2 separate regions of the Mus musculus genome follow, and region 2 is linked to region 1. A link is a contact called in public Hi-C data. All regions are on one chromosome and are shown on one strand. Each heading gives the region's core, a stretch centred on a gene start, on an enhancer-like site or on the middle of the called end of the contact. The rest is flanking DNA. Distances are from core to core; before and after follow the strand shown.

Evidence for each region. A called contact is a pair of places that touch in the nucleus more often than the background predicts.
Region 2: a Hi-C map of liver shows a contact between it and region 1, with 8 times the contacts expected there. The contact joins the promoter of Ugt1a9 here to the enhancer-like site in region 1. A contact is called at or near these places in 4 of 39 promoter capture datasets (HPC-7-derived erythroid cells, liver, macrophages and 1 more), 3 of 484 Hi-C or Micro-C datasets (extraembryonic endoderm stem cells, liver and nephron progenitors), 2 of 115 datasets of contacts at active chromatin or transcription factors (hepatocytes and intestinal villus epithelium) and 3 of 9 other capture datasets (adipose tissue, liver and macrophages).

The regions. Positions count from the first base shown.
Region 1 is chr1:88,023,326-88,027,094 of GRCm38.p6, reverse strand. It overlaps the pseudogene Gm5832 and the pseudogene Gm15375. Among named protein-coding and RNA genes, the nearest start is that of Usp40, 17 kb to the right of the region's middle. Within about 2 kb of position 1,969, at least 3 of the 459 cell types and tissues checked have an H3K27ac peak or open chromatin away from gene starts, as enhancers often do. A contact at or near this core is called in hepatocytes and liver, where this site is marked.
Region 2 is chr1:88,068,624-88,072,392 of GRCm38.p6, reverse strand. Ugt1a9 (UDP glucuronosyltransferase 1 family, polypeptide A9) reads right to left here and starts at 1,614. Exons shown (of 5, transcript NM_201644.2): 1 at 715-1,614. The coding sequence starts at 1,563. All of the region lies in intron 1 of Ugt1a10 (UDP glycosyltransferase 1 family, polypeptide A10), which reads right to left.

The sequences.
Region 1 (3,769 bases), core at 720-3,219:
AGAAGGAATTGACACAGGGCACCAGAAAAACAAAGCCCTGTAAAACAACTCAGCAAAGCTCAAAAGAACTCACAGATACTGACACAGTGCACACAGGGCCAACATGGGGTTGCACCAGGTCAGCTGCAGATAGATGTACTTTAGTTTTCAGTATAGTACTGTTATGGAACTCTGAATGTGTCAGCAAGTGGTTCCCACAGTCTGGTATATGAGAATAGTATGATTCTTGTGCCTTGTCTTGGGCCACATTGATTTTTCTGTTGAATTGTCCAGCACTGAAATGTAAATTTCTGTTTTATCTGGTGTGTTCTTAAAAACAAGAAACTGACAGACATTACATCCTAGGTATCATATCAATAACTTTTGAAGTTTGGGCAATCTGTATGAGTACTCCTATAGAGGATAACCTACACATACTGAATGCTGCTCCAAGGCTTGAAGTGTTTTGTCAATGTTTACAAAAACATTAAAATGCAGCTTGAAGGGGTTTTGTTCTTGTTGTTGTTTTTGTTGTTGTTGTTATCTCTCTAAATTCCTCTTCTAGGTTAGAATACAAATGATCCGGTGGCATTATGGCATTTTCAGAGGTTCAGTGCTTTCCTCTGGCTCTCTCCACTCCCCAGCTGCCCAGCATTACCTCCACATGTTCTCTTCCTGCCCCTGAATAGTCCTGCTTCTGTGTTGAAGTGGCATGTCTATCATTACTGTCCTTGCTCCTACTCAGGAAAGTTTTCTTTCCTCTCCCCTTACTAATCATGACCTACACACACAATGTGAATCATAAAAGTAAATTCAAAATTTGATTGTACCTTGGAATTTATGTATAAATATCTCACAGCTGTACACATCCATATCAATAAGTCACCTATATGGAAATTATTCTCCTAATTAGAAATTGGCAAAGAACAATTCTCTAACCCAAAAGAAATTGCATATACAAGAATACAAACAGTAAATCACAAATCAGTAAAGAATTTCTTTATATATTGTCCAAAGCTAGAGTTCTCCTCATGTGCTAAAGCATATATAACATACCTTGGAAAGTGGCTTCCCCTGGAGACAGTTCATCCCACCAACAAAGACCATGTTGGGCATCACAGGTCTGGGGAACTCCAACACAAAGTCAGTGCATAACAACCAAATAGACACTGGGCAAAAGAGGTCTGTCATAGTCACTGGGGTCTGCAGAACTTCAGAGGCAATTTCAACAGCAGTTTTGTAAAGATAGGGGCAAAATACATCGTCTTGAATGTAGATAAGATGGTTCCACACTCTCTCCTTGAAAGTCATGGTGCCTGTGTATTTTGAGAAAAGTCCAGGAACATAAGAAGGAAGACTCGGACACTGGGCACCCTCTTCAAGATAGTAGCAAAATGAAAGTCTTGCAAAGATCACTGATGGGAGTGACAGATATTTGGCAATAGTTAAGCCACACATATCAAAAGGATTCAGAAACACTGCATCAAAAGAAGTCTGCTTCAATTACTCCACTAACTTCTTGTCGTTAAACAAACTCCTACAGTGTGAAAACATCAGTTTAAAGAAACCACTGGCTGAGCCTGTCATGAAAGAACGTATACTTTGTTCTGGAGTTTTCCATTGAGTGTAAGTAAAATACTTGAACTCTCTCTCCAGGTCCTCCAGAGTGTGAGAAATTGAGTATGTCTTCATTGTACAATTCAGGGATTTCCCCAGCCGCCAACTCACCTCTGGGATTACTACCACCACCTCATGCCCTCTCTGAATGAGTTTCTCCACAACCATCTGCATGTCAAACCAGTGGCTCCCATCCATGGGCACCACCAGCAGCCTGCCTGCCTGGACCAAGCCTGAGGCCAGGAGCAGACATAGAGGAAAGGAGGCAGGAAAGGTTGCAGGAGTCATGTTAAAAATCAGAGCCCAGAGTAATCCAGTTGCTATGACTGTAGGATTTTCTAATAGTTAGAAACACAAGACCTTCTGCAGTGTACACATGTATTTGCATGTTTGCAAGTGACGTTAAATTCAGTGTTAATGATTTACTCAAAAGAGCAATACTTAACTGCACTGACAGAAATATCTTTCATATGCTCTCCAGGTAAAAAATGGTTATGATCTTTGCTTAGGAAATATCATGACTTCTATTTCAGAAACAGTTTGGAATGAGTCATGAAACAATATTTTAGGTGTTGACAATTCCGAAAAAGTAAGAGGCTGCCTTAAAGGGGTCTCTTCAACTACCACACGGTCATTTATACAGCATAGGAACTGAAGCTCAGCAGGAGAGACAGTGAGAGTCACCAAGTAGAGGTAGAGAGTGCTAGAGGTCACACAGAAGCAGGATACTCCCTAAAGGACACATTTTGTTTTAAAGGACTTCTCAGGTCTCAAATCAATTCTAAGTTGCTTTGAGTTCATGGATCTGAGAGTTTAGGAGTCTTGACTGACAGGTACTGAGCCTTGGGACTCTGCCCTGCTGTAGGACTCCAGTCATCTAATAAGCCAGCCACTGTCCCTGTCAAAATAGGAAACACTCACTGTTTTAGATATTCACTAGGAGGCTTTTGTTCTTTTAAGCAACGTTTCTAAGACAGGATGGCTTTTATTTCTAAGCCTGGCTTTTGGACAGACATCTGGACACAAGATAGAAGATGAAGAGCACCTGACCTCTAAAAACTCGTTGACTCCAATGATGAGGGTCAGATTACTTTACTCCAGGCACCATGGCTGGGGGTGGGGGCGAGGGTGTGTGGGAGGGTTGGAGAGAGGTGCTCTTCTAGGAACCAATGGGCCTGAAGCCTAGGACTTGCATCTTTCATCACAGTTCCTGGAGAGACTGATGGACTTAGTCCTGGTATTGAGTGAGGCAGGATATAATGACTATGTAAGGCAGTGTCTTTTTTTTAAAGAATGGAACTTTAATCTTTATTTACAGGACATGACAGGGTATGAAATTCCAAATAGAAATAAATTCAGAGGACAGCTTCATAGAGTATGTACAGTTTATAACTGTTCAAGTATAGTTTCTTTTGTAAAAAGTGCGACAATAACAAACCACATTTAAAAAGAGTTCTTAGTAGAGAAAACAGTAAGACAAATCTATGAGAACATAGAATAGCACAGCACATAGCTATTTTGTGCCTTGGCTGGACATTAGAAGTTAAAGGTCCCGGGAGCTCCATCCTGAACTTGGAAGGCAAAGCCTTCAGAGGTAGTTTCTGGCAACACATTTTGATCTTCCTCCACTGAGAAGTACTTCTTAATTAAGTTCAATGAGGCCTTGTATACAGACTCATTTTCATGGCTCTGTAGTGCTTCAATTTTATCCAATCCTCCACACTCTTCAATCATTATACTGAGCTTTTCTGTCACACATAGTTTCTCTGCAGCCTGAAAGATATTTGATGTGGCATCAAGAATAACCTGAATAATCTTGGTATCTTTTGCACTCAGGAGGTTCATCAAAGGTTCTGTTATCCCACAATGAATGAGATATACAATCTGCTCAACAGTCCCACCGCTGGTATAGTTGGTTATAGCCCACACGGCCTCCTTCTGTGTCTTAATGTCTGCCTTAGAGAGGACACCAACAAGAAGGGGGACTAGGCTGTGATTCACAACTTGCTGTATCTGGTCCTGGCGTCCAGCTGTAATGTTTGACATTGTCCATGTGGCCTCCTTCTGAATGTTAGTTTTGGGGTTTGTTAGCAGGCTGGGAAAGACTGCAAGTGCTCCTGCATCTATCACTTTCTGAGTCTGTACATCTGTTCCAGTGACAATATAACCTATG
Region 2 (3,769 bases), core at 365-2,864, 46 kb before region 1:
TCTGTCTTGATTATAAAATATGTTAGAGCAATGGAGGTACAAACCTTGTGAGATTAACCAACCAATGTCTGATTTCACTTAAGGCCCACTCCATGAGATGGAACTCACTTCTAACACTGCTTAGGTCTAGATAGCCTCAAGAGCCAAGGCAAAAACAAATACTTTGGGAATGTTTAAAAAGAGATGACAATAAAATGACTCCCACTGGTGTACTGCTGGACTCATAGTCAGGATCTTATTCAGCCATCAGCACAGCTGTTTTCTCTTGCAGCAGATGGGAACAAACACAGAGACCCACAGCAAGACATTTCAGGGAGACAGACCCTGGAATGCGCAGCTCTTCCTGCCCCTGAATAGTGATCATTCTGTGTTGATGTAACATGTCTATCATTACTGTCTTTGTTTCTATTTTTTTCATCTCGCCTTACTAATTTCATGACCTACACATACATTATGAAGGCATACATGTATATTGAAAATTAGATTGTACTTTGGAATTTATATACAATTATGCCACAGCTGTACATACTCATATCAATGTCACCTATATAGAATTATTCTCCTAATTAGTAAATTGGCACAAAACAATTCTCTAACCCAAAAGAAATTACATACATAATAACAAAAACAATAAATCACAGATCAGTAAAGAATTTCCTTTTATATTGTCTAACACTAGGGCTATCTTCATGTGCTAAAGAACATATAGCATACCTTGGAAAGTGACTTCTTCTGGAGGCAGTTGATCCCACCAATAAAGACCATGTTAGGCATCACAGGCCTGGGGAACTCCAACACAAAGTCAGTGCGTAACAACCAAATAGACACTGGGCTAAAGAGGTCTGTCATAGTCACTGGGGTCTGAAGAATTTCAGATGCAACTTCAACAGCAGTTCTTAAAAAGTAGGAGCAAAATGCATGTTCTTCAATGTAGATAAGATGGTTCCACACTCTCTCCTTGAAAGTCATGGTGTCTGTGTATTTTGAGAAAAGTCTAGGAACATAGGAAGGAAGACTTGGGCACTGGGCACCCTCTTCAAGATAGTCACAAAATACACCTCTTGCAAAGATCACTGATGGGAGCGAGAAATATTTGGCGACAATTAATCCACACACATCGAAAGGATCCAGAAACACTGCATCAAAAAATCTCTGCTTCAAGTACTCCACTAACTTCTTGTCGTTAAACAAACTCCTGCAGTGTGAAAATGTTAGTTCAAAGAAACCTCTGGCTGAACCAGTCAAGAAAGAACGTATACTGTGTTCTGGAGTTTTCCATTGAGTGTAAGATAAATACTTGAACTCTCTGTCCAGGTCTTCCAGAGTGTGAGAAATTGAGTAAGTCTTCACTGTACAATTCAGTGATTTCCCCAGCTGCCAACTCACCTCTGGGATGACTACCACAACCTCATGCCCTCTGTGAATGAGTTTCTCCACAACCATCTGCATGGTGAACCAGTGGCTTCCATCCATGGGCACCACCAGCAGCCTGCCTGCCTGGGCCAAGCCAGAGGCCAGAAGCAGACAGAGAAAAAAGGAGGTGGGAAAGGCTACAGGAGCCATGGTAAAATCAGAGCCCAGAGTAATCCTGTCACTATGACTGCAAGATTTTCTAATAGAGCTGGTTAAAAAAGAGAGGCACAAGACCTACTGCAGTGGACACATGGATTTGCATGTTTGCAAGTGACGTTAAATTCAGGTTAATGATTTACTTAAAAGAGAAATAATTAGTTAGCTGTACTGTCTTAAATATCTTTCATATGGTCTGCAGATAAAAAAACGGTTATGAAATATGCTCAGGAAAGATCATGACCTCTATTACAGAAACAGTTTTCAATGAGTTATGAAAAAAGGCTTTAGATTGTGATAATTCAGAAAAAGTAAGAGGCTGCCTTAAAGGGGCCTCTACAACCACCACATGGTCATTTATACAGCATAAAAAGTGAAGCTAAGCCAGGCATGGTTGCGCACACCTTTAATCCCAGCACTCCAGAGGTAGAGGCAGGTGGATTTCTGAGTTCGAGGCCAGCCTGGTCTACAGAGTGAGTTCCAGGACAGCCAGGGCTACACAGAGAAACCCTGTCTCAAGAAAAAAAAAAAAAAAGAAGTGAAGCTAAGCAGAACACACAGTGACAGAGAGTGCTAGAGGTCACACAGAAATGGGCCACTCCCTAAAGGACACATTTTGTTGGAAAGGACATGCCAGGTCTCAAATCAACTCTATATTGCTTTGAGTCCATGGATCTGAGAGTTTAGGAGTCTTGACTGACAAGTCCTGAGCCCTGCTGTAGGACTCCAATCATCTAATAAGCCAGCCACTGTCCCTGTCAAAATAGGAAACACTCACTGTGTTAGATATTCACTAGGAGGTTTCTGTTCTTTTAAGCAACGTTTCTAAGACAGGATGGCTTTTATTTCTAAGCCTGGCTTTTGCACAGACATCTGGACACAAGATAGAAGATGAAGAGCACCTGACCTCTAAAAACTCGTTGACTCCAATAATGAGGGTCAGATTACTTTACTCCAGGCACAATGGTCAGGGGGGCTGCTTTTCTGGGAACCAATGGGTATGGAGCCTAAGAATTGCATCTTTCATCACGGTCCCTGGAGAGACTGATGGACTAAGTCCTGGTATTGTGTGAGTCAGGATATAATGACCATGTAAGGCAGTGTCTTTTTAATGGAGATTCTAATCACTTAATGCTTCAAACAGGAGTCATGAAAACCCTTTTACTTGGGTGTAAAACAGTGATGCTCTGAGGGATTGGCTCGCCACAGTGTAGGCACAACACTCCTCTCACCACAGGCACCAGGGCAGTGCGACCTCTATGGAGAGACTCTCAGGGGAAAGTCATGATGATTTCACCAAATATAGTGAGAATTTCATGGTATTAAGTTTTCTTCGCTATTATGCATCTTTATTAAGCTAATTTCCATGTGTGGTATAAAGGAATAATACATATCTTCTCATGTGTACATTCATGTGTAAGCACAGCCTCTGTTCAACAATTCATTATTTCCAAGTTGAGAAGATTAACACTGGCAGAAAACAATTATCAAACTACGAGTGGATTTATCTTCTTATTTTTGGTATTATTCCACTGTTTTTTTTGTTCTGTAGTTTATTTATTTACTTTACATTCTGATTGGTAATTCTCCTACCCCTCTCCTCCCAGTCCTTCCTTCTCACTGCCAATCCCTCTAAGGCACCTCCCTTTCTTCTTGGAGGAGAGACTTCCCAAAGGAGTATGCTAAACTAAAATAGACATCTGGATGGATGGAGAGAAGGAACTGGTGGAAGATGGGGTGAAGAAGGGTCAAGAGGGATCAGGGGTGGGGAGGATGGTGGGAGAGAGAACTGGAATTGGTAGGGGACATCTCTGAGACGAGCTAGAAATATAGGACAATGGAAACTCCCAGGAATCTATGAAGGTGACCCTAGCAAAAACACCTAGCAATAGGGGATATGGAAAATGAACCAGGCACCTCCCATAACCAGTCAAGACATCTGACGGAAGGATAAAGGATAGGCATACCAAGCCAGCCATAAAACCTTCAACTCACAAATTTTCCTGCCTACAATAGATGAAAGAATAATGTACAAGCAAAAAGTGAAGGAATGGCCAATCCACATCTGGTCCAGTGAGTACCATGCCATGAGACAGAACTCACTGCTGACACTATTAATAATATTCTACACCTGCCAACAGGAAACTAGCATAACAGCCATTTGAGTAGCTTCATCAACCAGCCCATGAAAACAAATGCA